Linked DNA regions of Sus scrofa: region 2 is linked to region 1. A link is a contact called in public HiChIP or PLAC-seq data. All regions are on one chromosome and are shown on one strand. The core of a region is the stretch at or near the end of the contact, and the rest is flanking DNA. Distances in the headings are between cores, read along the strand shown. Region 1 holds the start of CFD (complement factor D). Region 2 holds the start of PTBP1 (polypyrimidine tract binding protein 1).

What was found. HiChIP or PLAC-seq counts read pairs in DNA pulled down with a chosen protein or histone mark.
Region 2: a contact with region 1 is called in an H3K27ac HiChIP or PLAC-seq map of alveolar macrophages. The contact joins the promoter of PTBP1 here to the promoter of CFD in region 1. A contact is called at or near these places in 1 of 5 promoter capture datasets (fetal liver), 3 of 47 Hi-C or Micro-C datasets (embryonic fibroblasts, mesenteric adipose tissue and skeletal muscle) and 2 of 2 datasets of contacts at active chromatin or transcription factors (alveolar macrophages and skeletal muscle).

Annotation. Positions count from the first base shown.
Region 1 is chr2:77,510,254-77,516,227 of Sscrofa11.1, reverse strand. It overlaps CFD (complement factor D), which reads left to right and starts at 4,240. Exons shown (of 5, transcript XM_013994801.1): 1 at 4,240-4,564; 2 at 5,073-5,229; 3 at 5,316-5,460; 4 at 5,543-5,800. The coding sequence starts at 4,507. The region is part of intron 15 of MED16 (mediator of RNA polymerase II transcription subunit 16); the gene reads right to left. It overlaps ELANE (neutrophil elastase), which reads left to right and starts at 110. Exons shown (of 5, transcript XM_003122986.4): 1 at 110-293; 2 at 685-841; 3 at 980-1,121; 4 at 1,772-2,002; 5 at 2,159-2,459. The coding sequence starts at 137. The coding sequence ends at 2,365.
Region 2 is chr2:77,561,110-77,567,077 of Sscrofa11.1, reverse strand. PTBP1 (polypyrimidine tract binding protein 1) reads left to right here and starts at 3,962. Exons shown (of 15, transcript NM_214231.2): 1 at 3,962-4,060. The coding sequence starts at 4,053. It overlaps LOC102159224 (a long non-coding RNA gene), which reads right to left and starts at 3,761. Exons shown (of 2, transcript XR_001307040.2): 1 at 1,490-3,761; 2 at 1-19.

The sequences.
Region 1 (5,974 bases), core at 2,991-5,490:
TTATCTGGTGACCTTCTGGAGCCAGCCTGACCCCCTGCTCCCGTCCTCCTCCCGGATTCTTCCCACCACTCCCTCATCCCCCATATCCCCTGCACTGGGAGAGGGCGGAGAGGAAGTGGGGGCACCTGGCCCCACCATGGGGCAACCTCAACGGCCTCGAGGCAGGGGGGTTATAAGAGGGGCAAGGGGATTCCAAGAGCAGAGTCACTGCTGCCCCAGCCCAATCATGACCCAGAGCTGCAGACCCTCCAGCCCTGCCCTGGCCCCGGTCCTACTGACCCTGCTGCTGGGCGGTGAGTGGGGCCATGCAGGTCTCCTAAGGGCATCCAGTCCTGCCTCTCCTCTTACTCTGCACCTTCTTGGTCCCTCATCCTCATGGGGAGTGACAGTTGGGGTGAGGTGGGAAGGTGGGGGTCTCTAGGCACCCCCCGGGGACTCGAAGGTGGGAAGGTGGGGTCTCTAGGCACCCCCCCGGGACTCGAAGGTGGGAAGGTGGGGGTCTCTAGGCACCCTCCGGGGACTCGAAGTGGGTGAAGTCTAAAGCTCTAGCTGCGCCCTGCAGGGGGACCATGCAGGCCACTCCCCTCTAGGGACAGGGTGGCTGCCTTGTGGGGGTTCACTGGCCGACTGACCTTGGCGGGGCTCCTCCGCGCGGCTCACCGCCCCCACCGCCTGCGCCCCCAGGCCCCGCGCTGGCCTCGGAAATCGTGGGGGGCCGGCCGGCCAGGCCACATGCATGGCCCTTCATGGCGTCCCTGCAGCGGCGCGGAAGCCACTTCTGCGGCGGCACCCTCATAGCGCGGAACTTCGTCCTGTCGGCCGCGCACTGTCTGAACGGCTTGTGAGTGTACCCCCACCCCCGCAACCTCAGTTTCCAGTTTTCGCGGGGCCGGGGCTGGGGGCCTCGGCCGAGGTGCGCGGCTCTATGGGACCCCTGCGCCCGCACGGGTGACGACTCAATCGCCTCCTCCTGCCCCAGAAACTTTCGGTCCGTGCGCGTGGTTCTGGGGGCACACAACCTGCGACGGGGCGAGTCCACCAGGCAGAAGTTCAGAATCCAGCGGGTCTTTGAAAACGGCTTCGACCCCATGACCCTGCGGAACGACATTGTGGTTCTCCAGGTGCGAGGCGCGGGTGGGGAAGAACTGGCAGGTGCAAAGGCCCAGCTTAGTTTGGGGAGGGCGGAGCATGGGCAGGAGACTGGGGACACGGTGAGGACAGGCCTGGTGTCCCATCTCTCTGTGCTTCAGTCTTCCCCTCTGTGAGACGGAAATAAGTCAGATGCCAGGACAGCAGGGAAGCTCTGAGCAACTGTCAATCAATAAGGATAGTATTTCTGGAGCCCACAGGGATGAGGCGCAGGGACCTCTTGGTCCGTGGAAATAGGGTCAAAATTCTCCACGTTCATGTGAATAGGAGACTGGAGGGAGAGAACTGTCCTTCCCCACTGCTTGAATAGCTATGGTTATTTTCTGTAAAGTTCTAGAACAATGGCTTTATTGCTGGTGGTGTTACCCATAGTTTTGTTTTCTTGAGTACCTACTGTTTACTGGACTCAAAACATGTCTGGGGATGCCCTGGGTCACAGTGGCTGCTCGCACTTTACAAACAGGAAAGGGTGGGAACCATCCTGCAGGGTGGATATCTGGCTCTCAGATATCCCAGGACCATGGTGGAGCCCTGGGTGGGGGAAAACTTGGGGCCCAGAAAGATGAAGGTTGTTGTTCACTGCCTCCTGTGACCTGCCACTGCTCTGTACAACCTGCTGCAGCTCAACAGATTTGCCTTCATCAATAGCAACGTGCAGGTGGCCCAGCTACCTGCTCAGGACCAAGGCGTGGGGGAAGGGGTGCGATGTCTGGCCATGGGCTGGGGCCAGCTGGGCACGAACCGGCCACCGCCCCGAGTCCTGCAGCAGCTCAATGTGACTGTGGTGACAGCCCTCTGCCGCCCCACCAATGTGTGCACCCTGGTACCAGGCCGGCAGGCTGGCATCTGCTTTGTACGTATCTTGCGTTCCCACAACCCACCCCTTGCTCCCACCCAGGCTGCAGCAACCAAGACCCCTGGAAGAACTTCCAGCTCCTGAAGGGCAGTGGGTGGGGATGTTAGGGTGGGGCCTGAAAGCCCAGCCTCCCAAACTTGTCTGCTTCCACAGGGGGACTCCGGCGGGCCCTTGGTCTGCAATGGGCTGGTCCAGGGGATAGATTCCTTCATCCGGGGGGGCTGTGGCTCTGGGCTCTTCCCAGACACCTTTGCCTCCACCGCCAAGTTTGCAGACTGGATCAACTCCATTATCCGACGCTATGGTGATAATGACAGCCCGCCTCTCCACCCCAGGATCCCTGTGGGCAGGACCCTCTAGAAAGGCGGCCCCTGTTACCCCACTCCCCCCGGCTGGGCTCTTCCCATGCAGCATCATGCAGCATCTGACACAATAAAAACCCTGTTTTGTAGAATGTGCCTGGGTGTTTGTTGGTTGTGCAACTGAGTGTCAGAAGTCCTCAGGTGAATGTCTTGAGCATGTCACAAGTACGCTGCTACCAAGTAGCAGCAAATTTAGTGCACCAAGATAAAAAGTCCCTTCCTCATACTTCACTAAAGGATACCAGTAGCCGTTTCTGGCTTCCCCTCCTATAAAATGTCATTAGACTCTTGTTGCAGGTGGCAAGAATGCAAAGCACTATAGCAGGTGTTCATTCTGAGTCACAAGGATCATTCTGAATCTTTGCAATCTTCACTCATCTGTTTCTGGCTCCAGCCCCTAAAGTAGTTCTTATATAAGTGCCTTGTTTTACAGGCGAGGAAGTAGAGATGCAAAGAACTGTAAAGTCATGCTCCAGGGCCTGGGTTCGAGTCCCAGCTCTGTGACTTTGGGCAAATTGCTCACTGTTTCTCTGATTCTCAGTTCCCCATGGGGAAGACTGAGGCACTGTCTGGGGAGGACCCAATCAGGGGTTGGGGTCCAGGCCAGTCTCGGCCTCACTGGGTACGGAAACAATCCTTCCTCCACTTCCCCAACCTTTTGCCTTGGGACACCTCAGGGTCTTAACTAGTGCTGTTCCCTCTGCCTTCCAGCTTCTCCCTAAGGTTGTCCTCAGAACACCTCTCCCCACAAGGGCCAGCTGCTCAGGCAGGTGACCCACTGCCCTACAACTGCTTTTTCCACTTAATACGATATCTTGGCGGTCTTTCCATGTCAACAAAGCATCCCAGGATCTGCAGGGTTATTTACTGAACCATTCTGTCTTTTTGGGTAATTTCCAAATTTTGCTGCAATTTCCAATCCTTTTACTTACATAATCTGCACTCCACATTCCAATGGGCTTTTGTTTTAGAGTTTCTGATTTGAGCAAGGAAACATTTTAGGGTCTAACAAATTGCATTTGTTATGCTGTTTTCTATTTTTCTCTGTATGTGTGAAATGGTCCACCATGAAGAAAAAAGAAGGAAAGGAGAAAATACCATGCACTGTTCCTCCTGGGGACGTTCACGGTCCTCCCCACCCTTGTGGTTACACACAGCATCTCCCCCGAAGAGGTTCATGAGATGTTGACCCACCATCCCCAGCTTACAGAGAACCATGTGACCCAGGTTCTGCTCATCAGAACCTGCCAACCCACAATGGCTGCTTTAGGGGCATGAGATCCAAACTCAACCAATCAGAGGCCGCCTTGAGATGCTGGCTAGAGTGATGGGGAATTGGCAGAGGGAATAACTGGGCCATTGGTCTGAGTCTAGGGCCCCTGAGGCCACAACAGGGGAGACTGCTGAGGAGACAACCCATCAAGGAGGAAAAAAAGAAACAAAACATTGTTCAGGTGCCTGGATTAAGCTACACCTGAAGGTAGACCCATAAACTTTCCATTTAAATTTTCTTGTTGAAGGTTCCAGCCCCTTACACTCCATTTTTTTGTCACTTGTATGCAACAGTCTTTCCAGCTGTCCCTACTCATCAACAATATTCTACTTAAAGGGTGTCAAGCCCCAGAGTCACAGCAATGTGGACAAGGGCGTTGGATGACCTTCCCCCCCACCCGACCTCAGCTCCAAGTTGCAGGAGGAAGGGAAAGAAGGGAGGGGCAGAAAATGAGGAAGTGGGTTGTTTACAAACTGGGCTTGCTCTCCAGCTGCTGTTGCGAAACTCTGGGGCTGGAAGGGCACTCTGGGAGACTGGGCTGGGGGTCAGGGTGGGTGGGTGGGTGGGTCCATCCCTCTGCTCTGCCCACCGCCCATCCTGAGGGGCTCTTCCCACAGAATGACAGAGGTGGCAGGCAGGTCCAGCAGCCCATCTACTCTTGGTACAAAGTCTAGGGGAAGATAATCACAGCACTGTGGCGGGGGAAGTGGGGGGAGAGAAGGGCGTGGACGGCTTCCCTTTGTTCAGCTGGGCCACTGCCCACTTGGCAGATAGGACCTGTGGGAGCTCCCCCCCCACCCCGTTCCACCCTCATAAAAGAACCCCAGAGCCCTGCCCTGGGCCATTGTTGAGGCCACAGCAGCATCATGGCAGACCGCTCCGGGCACCTGGCAGCCCTGATCCTCCTCGGAGCAGCTGTATGTGGTGAGTGGACCCGGGACTGGGGTGCCAGCTGGGGGCCCCTAGCCTGCAGCGCAGTCAGCCATGGACCCCTCCGCTCAAGAGGATGGCCCTCCAGCCCCACTAGGTGGGCAGAGAGGGGGCAGGGTCCACATGAACAGAAGGCTCTGAAAACCAAGCAATTCTCAAAACTTTGAATCTAGTGAGTTCAGAGAGCCTCTGGTTCTACAACAGAAAGCCCAGGCTGGGAGCAAACGGCTGGCAGGATGTTGGGTCTGATCAGCCCCACTTGTCTGTGTCTATATTGAAGTTCTAGGGCCCAGTGTGTAGGTACGCGGAGTCTGCCCCAGACTGTCACTCCCCACCGCCCGGTCTGTCTTCTTCAGCATCCCTCCCTGGGCCCCCAGAGTTTGCAACTCTTTGGGGAGGATCCCAAGGAAGGAATTTCAGTCTGAGGGTGCCAGAGCCGCTCTCTTAGAGGGAATCTGAGGTCTGGGCTGCAGTCACCCTCACTCGGACCTGCATCCTCCAGTGGCACAGCCCCGTGGCCGGATCCTGGGTGGCCAGGAGGCCAAGTCCCACGAGAGACCCTACATGGCATCGGTGCAGGTGAACGGCAAGCACGTGTGCGGAGGCTTCCTGGTGTCTGAGCAGTGGGTGCTGAGTGCAGCACACTGCCTGGAGGACGTGTGAGTGGCCCAGGACCAAGAGCGGAATGGGGGAATTGGGTGTCGGGTGGGGACATGGCTCTGATGTGAGCCCACTCCACTTCCAGGGCCGAGGGGAAGCTGCAGGTTCTCCTGGGTGCGCACTCCCTGTCACAGCCCGAGCCCTCGAAGCGCCTGTACGACGTGCTCCGCGCCGTGCCCCACCCAGACAGCCAGCCTGACACCATCGACCATGATCTCCTCCTGCTGAAGGTCTGCTAAGTCTAGCCGCAGTCCCTCCAGCTGCACTGGGGGCTGCGCTGCCCCTAACGCTCGCTTCCGCCCCCACCCTCAGCTCTCCGAGAAGGCCGAGCTGGGCCCTGCCGTGCAGCCCCTTGCCTGGCAACGAGAGGACCACGAGGTTCCGGCAGGCACGCTCTGCGACGTGGCCGGCTGGGGAGTGGTCAGTCACACTGGCCGCCGGCCCGACCGTCTGCAGCACCTGCTCCTACCGGTGCTGGACCGCACCACCTGCAACCTGCGCACATACCACGATGGCACCATCACCGAGCGCATGATGTGCGCGGAGAGCAACCGTCGGGACAGCTGCAAGGTGCGAGGGCGGGAGGGCTGAGAGGGGGCGGGCATGTGGGGAGCTTAGAGAGTGGCCAGGCTCTACAGCGTGAGCGTGGCCTGAGAAGTGAGGGCTGGGTGGGCGTGGCAGAGTTGAGAGGGGAGGTGGGATCTGGGAGAGGGTGCAGATAAAGACAAAGCCAGGGCGGGCATG
Region 2 (5,968 bases), core at 2,713-5,212, 51 kb before region 1:
GGCTGTGTTTCCATTTCTCCTGGGAAAAATGGAAGTAGCATTGCAGGGTCAGTGGTAACTCTGCATTGATCCTTTGAGGCCCGGCCAGAGCAGCCCTCCATCCTTAGAGCTCAGCAAAGCTGGAGCAGGCTGGGTAAAGCACAAGGGGACCTCTTGCAGGCCGAAAGGCTCAGGCTGCTCGCCAGGCCTCTGTGCTTGAGAAAAAGAGACAAAGTGCTTCCTGATCAGAGGATTAAGAGGTAAGCCTGTAGGAGGTGCCCCCCCCCCCCACAGGCCCAGCTTCCAGGGGGGAGATGGGGTGGCACTCAGGGTGGAGAGACTGCTCCAGCTGGGGGTAGGGCCTGGGGACACAGTGGTCCTTAGGAGAGAGGCTGGCCTGCTGGTTTGGGCAGATAAGGTTTGCACATTGGCCTGAGGGCCTGGGACTCAGGGAGGGGAGGGAGGGGTTGAGACTGGAATGCAGGATCAGGGTGGGAAGATCCTCGATCACGACAATCCAGGGAAGGGCCATGGGGACCCTCCCCACCTTGCAGGAACAGGAGTCTGTCTGTCTGGGGCGGGGGGCTGGAGGCTGGGCAGGGCTGGTAGGTGTGGTGGAGGAAGAAGCCTGGGACCCCCTCCTCCCCCAGTTGAGGTGGGGGGGACAAGCAGGGGACCTTGGGGCTGGGGAGTCAGCTGTTCCCTGATGGACCCCGTCAGGGGCCAGAGAAGGGTTCTGATGTGAATATCCTCTGGCCAGAGCAACACCATTTCCCTTCTGAGTTCCGGAGGCTGGGGTGGGGATGGGGTGACCTCTCTGAGCCTCCCACCCCCAGCTCAGTCCAACAGAAATCTGGAAAATGGGTCAGAGAAGCTGGGGGGCCTTTGATGGGAGGAGATGTGGAGCCCCTGTCCTATTGTAATCAAGGGAATGAAGAAACACAGGAACAAAGCTTCCCAACTATTAATCCATTTCCATTTGAAACACTAGGGAAAGCCCTTGGGGAGGAAGGGGACCCTGGCCCAGCCCCTTATTTTGACAGAGGGGTAAACTGAGTCACCCCAGTTAGATCTGAAGAGAGAAATAAGACCCAGCCGCACCCTCCCCACCCCCCAGTGCCTGGGATGCTGGCCTGCTGTCCCATCTTGTTCCCACCCCCTCCCACTCTCTCCTGCCACAGAGAGTATCATTTTCAAAATTCTCCAACAATTGCAAGGTGATCAGACACCCACGTTCACCCTGAATCATTGATGAGGGAGGCAGCTGGCTGGCGAGGCTAGGACCAGAGGGGGGACCAAGCAAGGAGCAGGCAGGGGGCTGCCTGCTCCAATAAACTGGGCATTGATCCAACTGATACTTGTGGTCAGGGGGCTTCCTGGACACCCCACCCCCAGCAGCTTTAGTGACTGGCCCAGGTTTCAGGTGGGGTCTTAGATGGATGGGTGTCTCCCCAAATGATGTGTCCCCAAAATGAACCTGAGAGCCCTGGGTTCTGAGGGAACTCTTTACCTGGCGGAAGGGTGGTTGCAGATGTGATTAAGGGCCTTGAGATGAGATGAGCCTGGGGGCCTCTAAATCCAATGACAAAGGTCCTTTTTAAAGACACAGGGAGGGACTGAAAAATAGGGAGATGAGGACCATGTGACAGGAGGCGGGGACTGGAGGGATGAGACCACAAGCCAAGGACACCTGGAAACCCTAGAACTGGAAGAGGCAGGTAGGACCTTCCCTGGAGCCTCTGGAGGGAGGATGGCCTTGTCGGCGACTTGGTTTTGGCCTCCAGAACTGAGCAGGAATAATTCTGTGTTGCTTTGCACCACCTGGTTTGTAGCATTTGTGTGGTAACAGTGGTGGATTCTGATCCGGGCAGGGGCCGCCTCTAACTCCTCGTTTTCCGTGTCCCAGTGTTTTCTAGTGACACTGACCTGACTTCCTGCTATAGCAAGGAGCTCCAGTGAGAAGCAGGAAAGAACTCCCCAGACATTTTAAGGGAGATGTCCGGGGAGGCGTTTTGATGTGGGGGACTTCATGCCAATGCCCCAGCACAGGGAACAAATGAGGGAGTCCTGCAGGTTCAGGCAAGAACCTTCTGGAAGGGAATAGCCTTGCAAAGGAGGCCTGGGTAAATGAGGTCAGAAACTAGAAGGGCGTTTGAATATGTGGGGTCTGGGGTCTACCCGGCCACAAGGTCGAGTTCTGGGCAAGACAGCAGCCCTGGGAGGGTTTTAACACCGTTTACAGCTGTGGTAGGAACCTGGTGGAGGGTCCACCAATAAGGCTGGGCGGGAGTACTCCCATGTCTCCATCAGCCCTGCCTGCTGTCAAGGGGACCGTTGCTGGCACTAGTCACTGAGGCAACAAATGAGCAGCTGAGTCTGGTGGTACCTAGAGCCTAGGGCCGACACAGTCCTGGAGGCAGCAAATCCCCAGGAATGTGTTGGGGATTCTCCGAAATCCACCAGGACATTCCCAATTAGCCGGTCTTGGACTTCAGATAGCCTTAGGCCAAAGAGAGAGCCAAGGACCGCTGGGTGGGAGGCCTCTGTGGAAATCAGCAGCCGCCTCTAATCCCTGAAAGTCCGCTGGCTCGGGAGTGGCCTACCCCAAGGCTCCTGGGCCCAGTCCAGGCCTGCGCATGGCCCTGAAAGGGGTGCTGTTGCTATGACTCCGCCCAAGCTAAAACCGACCTGAGAGGCAGGAGCAAAAGCCTGATCTCCCTTTAGGGAAATAAGAAACATCATTTCTTCTCCCTCTCTAAAAATTTAAAAAATCCCCTTTTCAGAGTTCTGCTGTGGCGCAGCAATTTAAGGATCCCGGGTTGTTACTGACTGCTGAGACCAGGGTGACAGAGGTTCTATCCCTGGCCCGGGAACATCCACGAAACACAGCTACAGCCAAAAAAAATAAAAAATCCAGTTTTCAGCACGAGGTGTATAGCAAACAATATTTACGACATTTTCCTCTATTTACTGAAGGTCTGCGAGGCTTCCAAAAGCCTGGGAAAGCGGATCATCACCACTGCCACGGGCCTCCCTGGTTCTGGCCTCTTCGACTTGGTCTGCCCCTCCCCCACTCACCCCATTCAGCGGGCCCTGGTTTCTGCCACTCCTCCCGAGGGCACCCCTACCGCCCAGCCCTGATCAACTCTTAAGTCTCCACTCCCCGGGATAAGTTCGGGGTGTTCTGCCGATGAGATGGAGACCCAGTCCATCCTCAACGCCCGACGATGGTGGATCCCAGGCCTCGATTTCCCAGAGTACAGGGCGGGCGGAGTTACCGTGCGCCCCGGGCCTCGGTTTCTCCATTCCCGCAGTCAGGGGAGGGGACCCTGGTCGGGCTTCGTTGCTCTGGGGTGAACAAAAGACAGTCGGGACAACCCCTGACCACATCGCGAAGCATGCTTGGTGGCCAGCGGTGGAAAGAGCCCACCCGCATCTGGGACGCGTTAGACCGCCAGATCCCCGCGCGCTAACCCAATAGGGCCGTCTGAGTTGGAATCAGACATCGGGCAGGTGCCCACAAGCAAGATGGAGCCCTATAGTTTTTCTGCCCAACCTCAAGATGGCGACGCACCTCTCTTTACCCTCGCGCCCTAGGCGGAGGTAGACTATGCCCGTTTGCAAGATGGCGGCAGCCTGGGGGAAGCACGCTTCCCGCCGCCTGACCCGCCACGTACCCACTCTCAAGATGGCTTCTCCCGGAAAGCCCCACGCAGGAGGGCAGCTCGCCCACAGGCACAGGCGCCGTCACGTGGTCTCATCTTGTCTCCCCTCCCCCGACTACACGGGCCGTTTCCGCCTCAAGCTCTGATGTATGGTCGCCTTCTCCAATGGTCGCCTGCAATTCTGTTTGGCCCCACCCCTCGAGCGGCCTTCTAGCCATTGGGAGGCTCTGGCGGGGTCCCGAGGTGCTGGCCCCGCCCATCTGCGCGATGGGAGCCAATGGGCAGAGCGCGCGGGGGACGTGTTCGGGCGTCTCCGCCATTTTGTGAGTCTATAACTCGGAGCCGTTGGGTCGGTTCCTGCTATTCCGGCGCCTCCACTCCGTCCCCCGCGGGTCTCCTGTGTGTGCAATGGACGGGTGAGTCGTGCTTGTCTGCGCTCTCTGCCGTCCCTCTCGCTCTCCAGCCTTTCCCCTGGCCGTTGCCGGGGCTTCCTCGGGACGACAGTCCCGGCGCGCCGCTCCGCCTCCACCCTGGGCCCCCGGGCGCTTCTGTCTTCCTTCCCTTCCCCCAGGTCTGGGATGCGGCCCGGGGAGAGGCTGCCGGGGTCGCGAGGGGGCGGGGGTCTGGGGGAGGTGGGTGGCTGGCCGAGCCCTGTTCGCTTCCGGTGTCCACGCGGCCCGTCCCGAACGCACGCGGCGGCCGCGGGGCCCTTCCCGCTTCACGTCCGGTTTCCGCGCGCACGCGCCGCCCTTGATGCGCGTTGCGTGGCCCTTCCGGCGCCCTGTACGGCCTCCGCTAGCCGCCCTGTGTGGCCCTTCCCGCGCCCCGTACCTCCTGGGCGCGCCGCGTGTGGGCCCCGCGCGTGCGCGATCCTTCGCACACCCCCCCCCGTTGGTTCTGGCGCGCGTGCGCGGCCTTTCCCGCCGCGCGGACTCTGCCCCGGCCTCCCCCGCCCGCCGCGGGCCCGGGCGCGGCCGAAGACGCCGCCCTCCTGCCCAGAAGGGCGCGGGTCCTCCGCCGCCCCCTTTGTTCCCGCCCGGCGTCCCGGGGAGGCGCCCCGGGCGCGTTGCTCCGGGCGCGATGGGGGCGGGGCAGTTGGCGACCCGAGCAACTCCCGGTGTGCCGAGGTGCCGGAGGCCTCTACCAACCTGGGGCGGGGGCGCGCGTGGCGGCCGGGGCTCTTTTCAGGAAAAGGGACAGAACGCGGTGAAGTTGGGTATCTTGTTTGTGAGTTTTGAGCAAGCCCTCCTTTCAGCCGGACTGGGCGGCAGGCGGGCGACTAAAAATGCCCTGAGGGTCACGTGCTTTGGGTGCTTCGGGTTTGAAATGATAGGTTTCAGACTGAATTAAGGCCAGTCTTTCAGAAAAATTGCTGCTGCGAGAGGAACTTGATCTCCTCGTGGTCTGCCTTGGCTTGGTTTGGGTGGATCTGCCCAGAGAACCCCTTCCCGAGCCAGGGTGCTCAGGAGCCCGCCGGTGGAATCTCGCCGGGAAGTGTTTTCTTGGCGGTCTGGTCAAGTTTTCGAGTTTTGCTTCCTTTCTCAAGAACTGTCCTGGGGAGCATCCTCCCCCAGGTGTGATTTGGGGAGCCCAGTCCCATCTGCAGTCTCTTGTCAGTGTTGGGGTGGTGGGGGCTTTCTGTTTGGCCAGCCTTCTCTTTGGAAGGGCTGGAAATCTTTTCCAGAAAGGCCATTTTATGTAAAATACTTCCTGTGTCCGAGGCCCTCCCCGGGAGTAGGAAGCCATGAGTCGCTCTGGGTTAGCAGTTGGGAAACTGCGTGCTTTTCATTCTTTTTCTGAGAAATTTTTTTCTTGGCTCAGTACGGTTTCTAAAAATCGTTGGGACTAACCAGTGAGGTGTTTGGAGGTCCCACAGCAGAGGTAGTTGAGGGTGGAGAGAGCCCGGATTAGGGGTAGGTTCTGTCTTTTGAACAGAGGATTATACGAGCCCACCTTCCTGAGCTTGAGGGACTGGGTAAGGGGATGTCATATAATGTCATGGGAGATTTTGTTTGTTTTGCGAGACTACTTGGCCTTGGTGGCCAGATGACCTGGTCGGGGGCATTGCTGAGTAGACTTTAAGTCACTCAGACATTGTTTGTTTCTGTTCCATACGTAGAAACTGGAGCGCTCTGCTGTTGGGTAGCTTGGGCTGGGACACTGCACCCCCAGAGCCCCAGGCCACCCTGCACTCCAGTTCAGCCTTCCCAAGCGGCCTGCCTGCAGGGGGGTGAGGGAAAGTCCAGTCACGGGGAGCCAGGTTGATGAGTAACTTAATTCTCTTTGATCATTTCCATTGTGCGCCCCCCTCCCCTTCGTTCCCT